Linked DNA regions of Zea mays: regions 1 and 2 are each linked to region 3. A link is a contact called in public Hi-C data. All regions are on one chromosome and are shown on one strand. Each heading gives the region's core, a stretch centred on a gene start, on an enhancer-like site or on the middle of the called end of the contact. The rest is flanking DNA. Distances are from core to core; before and after follow the strand shown. Region 1 has its middle 16 kb from the start of LOC103652757. Region 2 holds the start of LOC100286059. Region 3 holds the start of LOC103652750 (polyol transporter 5).

Region 1 (2,700 bases), core at 82-2,581, 190 kb after region 3:
TTCAATAGTACCATGAGTAATGAACCAATGATAATTCAAGTCATTCTAAGACCATAAGTTAAAACATGTTTCTGAGTAATATTTCAGTAGTACTGTGAGTAATGAACCAATGATAATTAAAGACATTCTAAGACCATAAGTTAAAACGTGCATGTAGTGAAGCCTGATTACCGGAGGTGGCAGCTTCCGTTTCAGGTGGCAGGTGAAATCGTCAATGAGAAATTCTTCTAGAGGAAGGATGAAGAGCTTACAGAATGCATAAGTTGTCAGAGATGAGCAAGTGCATCTCAACATTCAATTATATATAAGCTGAAGAAAACAACAGTGCGGTAAATTGAGACCACAATTTTACTAAAATGTAACAAAAATGCTGAAATTATAAGTATTTTATATTTATAAAAAATATGTGTGATAATAACAGAAGTGACAAAATTATCTGAAATAATTCTGTCACTACTATTGCTTAACAGAAAATTTTTCGCTTTTATATTTTCAGCATTTCTGTTATATTTTTAAAAAGGTACAACACACATCAATGGCTTAGCACAAGACAATTATGTTTTTACCTTCTAATTTGAACTTTATAATATAACATAAATGCTGAAATTCAGTTCAGTACAAAATGACAGAAACCATGTAATCAACTGTTGATCCTGCTAGCCCTTAGGTATTCTCTTCCAGATTTTCAGGTCCGACTATGATATGGTTCTCTAAACGTGGAAACATAGCCTTGTATGGTTTCATGAAATGTTTCCCACCAAAGAGTTCACCAGAAGCAAGGTAAATGTGTGTTTTATTGTCAAATCCCATAGCAGGTAGCACGTAGAATAAGACCTACATGCACAACAAACCAAATAGAATATTAGATTACTTTGGTAGTAAAAAAATTGTTCATGATGAAAGGCTTACCATGTGCCCAGGAAGCCATCGTAATACTCCAGCAGCGCTCGTTTTTTCTCCTGAGATGAAACCACTTATTCCCCATTCAGCAGCTTGGGAATGAAATTTTCTCCCTTCGTCTAACAGGTTGGGAGGTGACAAAAGGGGTATTAGCATCACCAAACCAGACCACACAGACAGGCAGCCCTTGGAAGCACTTCGAGCGAGGCATAAGGGCAACATGCCTAACGACCGGTGCGCACCAACAGAGGTGGTGTATGGCACTCAGAATTCCAGCAAGGATGAGGAGAAGACTTGAGGACTCCGTGTGCAAGACGAAGGATGGTGTGCCTCCTCTAAGCTCTCCTTACCGGTGCGCCCTTCATCGCTTTCTTCTCATCCACCACGGAAGCAAAGGAATGGAAGGGAGATGAATCAAATGACGTGATGCAACGATTCCTGGCCGATGGCGGGGCTTCCATCTCCCGTGCTATCTTGGAGTTTTCGTTGAGCGTGTCTTAACCGAAATGATGCCCCTCGATCCATCTCCCAGGCGCGTGGTGACTTGGTGGACAAACGGGGGCGACGTTGCAAGGAGAAAGGGAGAGAGAGGTGGGGGCCGCAGGGCGATGCGAGCAGTGACGGCCATATGTGGGGTGAAGCGAGGCGGCGAGGAATGGGGAGAGTAGGCGACAAAGCTATGGGAGAGAGGCGGTCTGGCGGCCACGTATCCTTGGGAGGTAGAGGAACCGGTCGACTGGAAACGTTGAGACTCTTCGAGCTGCGAAAGGACAGGCCGCTCGGTCCGATGAAGATCCTACGACTATTAATATTTCGATGACGTGGATGCACGAAGAGTTGCCTTTACGTCGCGCTTTAATATATAGGAAAGGAATGACTCGATGAGCATGGTGGCCTTCGGAACAAAGATCTCTAGTAGCCTTAGCCAGCCAGGTAGCTTATGGAGCACGATGGCCCCATACTGACTTGAAGAGGGCCCATCTAACAAGGCGTTTTAAGGGGAATCTCCCTTCAACCCTCATGACGATAAACATTCACTACAACACATGTGACCTTCTATAACATTTTGATTATATCACAGATAGAAGTTTTTTGACACTGTTTTTTTTTGTGACGACTCTGTGACGAAAAGACTCGTCACAGAAGGTGCGTGTTAAAGTAACTTTTACGACAAAAGGCGAAAAAGTGTCAAAAATGTAGTGACTAAAAATGCATTCGGCACATAATCTATGACGCTCTAAATTGTTATAAATGAGACCCACAAACGTCACAAAGCGTAGCATTGGACCATTGACACGTGATAATTTTATGACGACTATGTTCATCACAAATAGATTGACATGGCAGCTGACGTGGCAAAAATTGTGACAATTAATTTTGTCACGAGTCCGATGAGATGGCAGCTGACGTACCAAACAAATTATGAAGAATATTTTTGTCATAAAGCATGATGACATGGCAACTAATACAGTGGATGGCATGACAAATCGTTTGTGATGTATATTATCGTTATAGAATCAGATGCCATGATAACTATTTATGACATTTTTATTTCATCATCAATTAATAAAAAACAACATATTATTGAATTCAATCCAACCGGTCTATACAATTTCATTAAACAACATGTGTACACAACTTTTTCTAGCATTCACGTATAATTGAAGCATAAAGCATCTATCACAAGTGTTAAACATAAAACATGTCTAAATATATTATAACTTAAATCCAAAAGAAAGTAAAACATATCCCTAACAAATTCTTCTTGCTGCAGTGCACCTCCTTGAAAAGATTGAATGG
Region 2 (2,700 bases), core at 63-2,562, 140 kb after region 3:
ATGTATTCGGCCAAATAATACATGTATCCGTCCTATTTTTAATTTTTAGTACCCGATCCAAATCTGATTGAAATATATTATTGTAGAATATGGGATGATCTGCTATCTGTACCATTTCACCCCTACTCTTTGCTGACTTCAATAAAAAGATTATAATTACATATTTATAAATATTTTTAAAATAATCATGTGACTCGACAATTAACTGCAACAATTCATGCATAGTGCGAAAATAAATGTTATCAGAGATGGATCTAGCGGTGGGGCGGGTGGAGCTTGAGCCCCCTATCGCTAGCCCCTCCTAAAATTTGAAATATACATAATATAATCTCATTGCATATTTTATGGGATTTTTATCATTTATCGATGTTTTGGTATAATGCTACTTCAAACTATTACATATGTCTATTGTGAGTGATTTAATGAGATTATATCGCTGTAGCAATTTAGTCCATCCTCTTCTATGATATTTCGTGCCTCCGTCCCTGAATATTATGATATACTGAAGTCTAAATAGTTCTGTTCTTTACAACTAGAAAACGATAGGGAAATTTGGATCCATACCATTAAAAGATCACCACTTTGGATCCATACCATTACTATCTCACTTACATGTGGGTCCACATGAGTCAATGACATGTGGGGTCCATGGTATATATCTAAAGTTTGGATCTTTTAATGGTATAGATCCAATTGTTCCAAAATGATATATCAATATTATATTTTAATTTGATATAAGCTTAACAGGTTTTTGTCATATCACTGTCAATATTAGCTTATATTATAAATGCCTTGCCATCGTAGAATACCTTATTAAATTTTAAAGAAAGAGCAAAGTATAAATAAATATATACTATTTATGTCTTAGTTTCCACATAAAAACATTTGATTTCTTCCGCAACAACGCTCGGGTAATTTTGCTAGTTTGATTTAAAGAGGGAAAAATAGACTATGATATTGTTAGGGAGGTAAAATAGATTTCTTTCTTTACGAGAGGATAAGATCATAAGAGGCGTATGTACAGTATAGGGCCTAAAATGTGTTGGCGGCCCACCAGATTCAGCCTCGCCAGAACCCAAGACGCCGAACACGAAACCGAGAGCCCGCCAAGCCAGTCTGTCCTCGGTCTGCGACTGCGAGTGCGCGCACGCAGAAACGGCCCGGGCAACAGGGAGCCCAACTCGAACGCCGAAACCGGCACGAGCTCCCACGCGCTACGGGACCCACGCGTCAGAGACAAGCGTCACAAGCCTCCGCCACCACACCACAAATCGCATCGAACTCTACGGGCCCAGGCGCCCAGCGTTCATTCATCGCCTTCACCGCCACACGCTGCCACGCGCCATATATAACCAGCCGTTCCCTCCTCTCATGCTCCCCTTTCCAAATCCGTCTCCGCCCTCACGCACGCGGCCCAACTAGCCTAACAAACCCTAGCTAGATTTAGAAAAAAAATTTGTCCCCAATCCGAACCGACGAGGAGCTCGCCGCCGTGAGATGTCCGAGTACGACGAGCGCTACCAGGGCAACGGCGACATGCCCGCAGCCGAAGGCGGCTATCCGCAGGCCGAGTACGCCGCCGCCGCCGCGCCTGCCGCCGGGGGTTCGCCGCCCGCAGACAGCAAGCCCTCCGGGTTCTCCGACCACGCCGACGGCCGCTCCTCCCAGCACCAGGTTCGTACGCTTGCCCTCGATCCGATGCCCTGATGCGTGGGTGACGTGATCTGTGGGAGTCCGAGTTGGATGTGGGCTCTGGGGGGATAGATCCGATGTGTCTTTGTCCTGCCGTAGGCCCGTAGCGGCGTTATGGTTGCGATGTCTAGTGGGTGCAGCGTTTATTGTTGTTAGCCTTTGATTTTTCCTGGTGATTTGTTTCCTCACAAATATAAAAGTAAAAGCTGGGTGGTGAAGTGATATTTCTGTACTAATTGCGGGATAAGCCTTGTCGGTCTATATAGCGAGTTACATGCCCAATGCTCATGACAAGATTTTTTTTGTTTCTGTGTGTTGAGATTACCTATACAAGTATACAACTTTTACACTGCTTATTGTAATTTTATACCATCTTATTCTGCAATCTATGTACAAGTTTTGTAGTTATTGTTGTGCAGATTAGCATACAAGTAAGCGACATGTTGGCACTTGATTGCCGGCTGGTTAAGACTTATTTTGATTAAGCGTTAGGTGCATTTTCTTTTGACCTACAGTTGGATTAGTTTTTGCTGTTTGTAGACTGATGGTGCCGTGTCAATCTCTGCCAACCTCTGTACTGTACCTGCTTACTACCATGGTTTACAGTTGTGGTTTTTGCTGATTGTGTTCATAATTACAGTCGTCTGACTTGTTGAATTGAATTATTTATTTTTCTCTAGCACGAGACACAATCACATGACAGTGGTTCCTCGAAATCTCGAGAAAGGGACCGAGAACGCGATAAGGGCAAGGATAGGGAGCGTGACAGGGATCGTGGCCGAGAAAAGGGGAGGGACCGAGACAGGGATAAGGATCGTGAAAGAAGTGACAGAGATCGCGATCGCCACCACAGGGACCATCGAGAGCGCAGCGAGAAAAGGGAACACCGTGATCGTTCTGATGATCGTGACCGTCACCGTGATGGTCGTGACCGCCACCGTGATGATCGTGATTCTGAGAGGTACTGGGTTGTATAGTTTTCTTTTGCATATTCTTCTGTTAATGGGA
Region 3 (2,700 bases), core at 79-2,578:
CAAGCACCGTCGTCACGCCAGGGAAAACAAAGATTCATCATCACCTGCTGATCGTCAAGAACAAAAACCCAGGAAACCCTCGGGAGCGGCGGCCATGTACCTGATGCTGGTAGGAATACTGGCCGCGAGCGTCACCTACCTGACGGGCCTGAAGCCGCCCGGTGGCCTGTGGATGGAGGACGACGGCGACGGGCACTCCGCTGGGAACCCGGTGCTCTACGACATCGACAAGCACCGGTACAACGCCTTCTTCTACAACAACTCCGTCTCTTTCATGGCCTCCGTCACTGTCATCGTGCTGCTGCTTCCGAGGATGCTGCGCGACAATGACGACGAGAGGAACAAGCGGCCCCTTTGGCCGATGCACACTGCCATGTTCCTCGGCATGCTCGCGCTCCTCGGAGCCTACGCGGCTGGCAGCGCTCGGGACTGGTGCACGTCCAAGAACGTCATCCTGCTCCTCCTGCCTATAGTGGGCTTCGTTGCACTCCTCTTCTTCTGGAAGAAAGGGAAAGCAAGTGAGGGCACCCAGCATGGCCAGAGTGCACGCCTACCTAGCAGTACATGACTTGAAGCAAACACAACAGACGTGCCACAACTTTTGTTTCTGTAGGAGTCATCAGTTTGCTCCAATATGCCAATTTGTATTAATTCCTTATTATTGCTGCGTATATATCTCACAATACTGAATACAGAACTTAATTTGCATATCTTATTATATGTACCAAAACATCACATATATATCAAGTTATATATTTGTTGATATACATATATATGTATGTATCATCTGTTGTGTAAATGGTATTATTCATGGGCTTGCGAGAATGAAAGAACATGTATAAAAATTAGCCGTCCGCGTCTGGCTGTCAGCTATAGACGGCTGTTGACGGTCCTTGGCCGAACATCACCCTTCGCCGAGTGTCTGGATATGCCGAGTGTACTACCCTCGGTAAAGGCCGTCGATACCAAGAGTCATCTTTTATCGAGGGTGGCACTCGGTAAAGCCGTCTTTGCCGAGTGTCCGACAAAAGACACTCGACAAAGAGTCTGTTTCCAGTAGTGCACATCCAAATAGAGGCTAACAGATGGACTAAGAGGTCTGTTTGTTTGTGGCACATTATAATCCCAAACAAACATGCTCTAAGTTTTTAGCGAAACTTTTAACTAGCCAACTAGCTGACAAACTCTAGCTAACTAAATTTTAGCCATCCAAACAGACCCCACGTATCATCCCACAAGACTGATTTCAGCTAATTTGTAGCTAAAATGATGGGCTGCAATATATCTTTCATCGTCTCCCCGCGCGCTTGCCGGAGCGTCGTGTTGTTCCCGTCCTCACTCGATCCCCCCACCTTCAGCTTCCACAACACGGAGCAGAGTCGAGCTAGTGGCATTCATGTCAGCGAGCAAGGGTCCCTCCCTCATGTCGTTTTAGGTGATAATCACTCTTAATTAATCTCGTAATCTAATGGACAACCGAAAAGGTAACCCGGTGCTAATCACGATTCACGCCACCACCGAACTCCATGGCTTGTATGATTTGTCCTCTTTCATAGGATCGATGTTCATATCCTTCGATTCGATCCCCTTTTCCTGATGCAACAATTTGCATCCCAAATAATTCTGCAGCTTGCGAGCTGACAGTGACACACACTGAGATCCGAATCCGATGATGCATCCAGCCAGTGACTAGGCCACTGTCTCAGTCGTCCTCGCCAGCGACCAGCGTCAAGCCAAGAAACCCAAGCCATGGGCACTACGGAGCACCATGGCGCCGCCGATGTCATCGCCGAGCCGCTCCTACCCTCGCCCGCCGTGGAGATGGAGCCTTCATCTGCGCCACCGCCCCTGCCACGCCGGAACATGTTCGCCTTCATCTGCGCCACGCTCGCCTCAATGACCACCATCCTCATGGGCTACAGTACGTACACGGCAGCTCGTCGTTTCTGCTACTCTCGTCTCGTATAGTCGTACGTACGTGCTTCATCGTCGTTCGTGACAACAGCATCCGGCCATGTGTGAGCAGCGTGGCACCAGGACTGGAGTTTGAAGAGGTGGGCCGTCCAAGTGACAAAGAGGATGAAGCTGGGCCAAAGAAAGGAGGAAGAATTCGCAAGCCAAGTGTCCGAGTGAGCGGGCCTGACTGGGTGACGGCCTAGAGGTCGTGTGTTGCAGCCAAGCGTGGTGTGATGGTGTGTGGCCTTCTCAGGCGTGTAAGCGAGGGGAGATAAGTATCTGGGAAGAGAGAGCAGAGGGTATCAAGAAAAGTGTAACAGAATTCTGTTTTCCCACCTAATACCAAACCACCTCTGCTCCCCGTTCTCCTCTGTTGCTTTTCTATCTTGTTCATCTGCTATTCTTTACCTTCCTGAGTTTGGACGATTACATTTGGTATCAGATTCTCGATCTTGGCCGTCTTCGCGCTGGAGCCCGTTAACCACGAGCACTTCACCCGTCTTCAGCAGCGACTTGGAGCAATGGATGTCAACACCAAGCTGATCGTTGATGAGTTGGAGAAACGGTTCTCGGCGATGGATCAGAAGTGGGAGAAAAAGTTCACGGAGTTGGCTTCATCCCGTGATGAGCGCATCGCCGCGCTGGAAGCCGTCGGGACCGAGCTGTCCGCGTGGAAGCCGAAGGTGGAGGCGGCTATGGAAGATGTCAAGTTGGAGGTCCGCAAGTTGAACAAGTTGTGGGATC

The links. Hi-C and Micro-C count contacts between places; a contact is called where the count stands out from the background.
Region 1: a Hi-C map of root tip shows a contact between it and region 3, with 2.1 times the contacts expected there. The contact joins the enhancer-like site here to the promoter of LOC103652750 in region 3. A contact is called at or near these places in 2 of 25 Hi-C or Micro-C datasets (ear and root tip).
Region 2: a Hi-C map of leaf shows a contact between it and region 3, with 3 times the contacts expected there. The contact joins the promoter of LOC100286059 here to the promoter of LOC103652750 in region 3. A contact is called at or near these places in 6 of 25 Hi-C or Micro-C datasets (bundle sheath, ear, leaf and 1 more).

Annotation. Positions count from the first base shown.
Region 1 is chr4:5,705,755-5,708,454 of Zm-B73-REFERENCE-NAM-5.0, forward strand. It overlaps the pseudogene LOC103652756. Among protein-coding and RNA genes, the nearest start is that of LOC103652757, 16 kb to the right of the region's middle. Within about 2 kb of position 1,332, at least 4 of the 20 cell types and tissues checked have an H3K27ac peak or open chromatin away from gene starts, as enhancers often do. A contact at or near this core is called in root tip, where this site is marked.
Region 2 is chr4:5,650,744-5,653,443 of Zm-B73-REFERENCE-NAM-5.0, forward strand. LOC100286059 reads left to right here and starts at 1,313. Exons shown (of 10, transcript NM_001158947.2): 1 at 1,313-1,674; 2 at 2,373-2,653. The coding sequence starts at 1,498.
Region 3 is chr4:5,515,401-5,518,100 of Zm-B73-REFERENCE-NAM-5.0, forward strand. It overlaps LOC103652750 (polyol transporter 5), which reads left to right and starts at 1,329. Exons shown (of 3, transcript XM_008679720.2): 1 at 1,329-1,921. The coding sequence starts at 1,750. LOC103652749 (Embryogenesis transmembrane protein-like) reads left to right here. Exons shown (of 2, transcript XM_008679718.3): 2 at 1-767. The coding sequence ends at 568.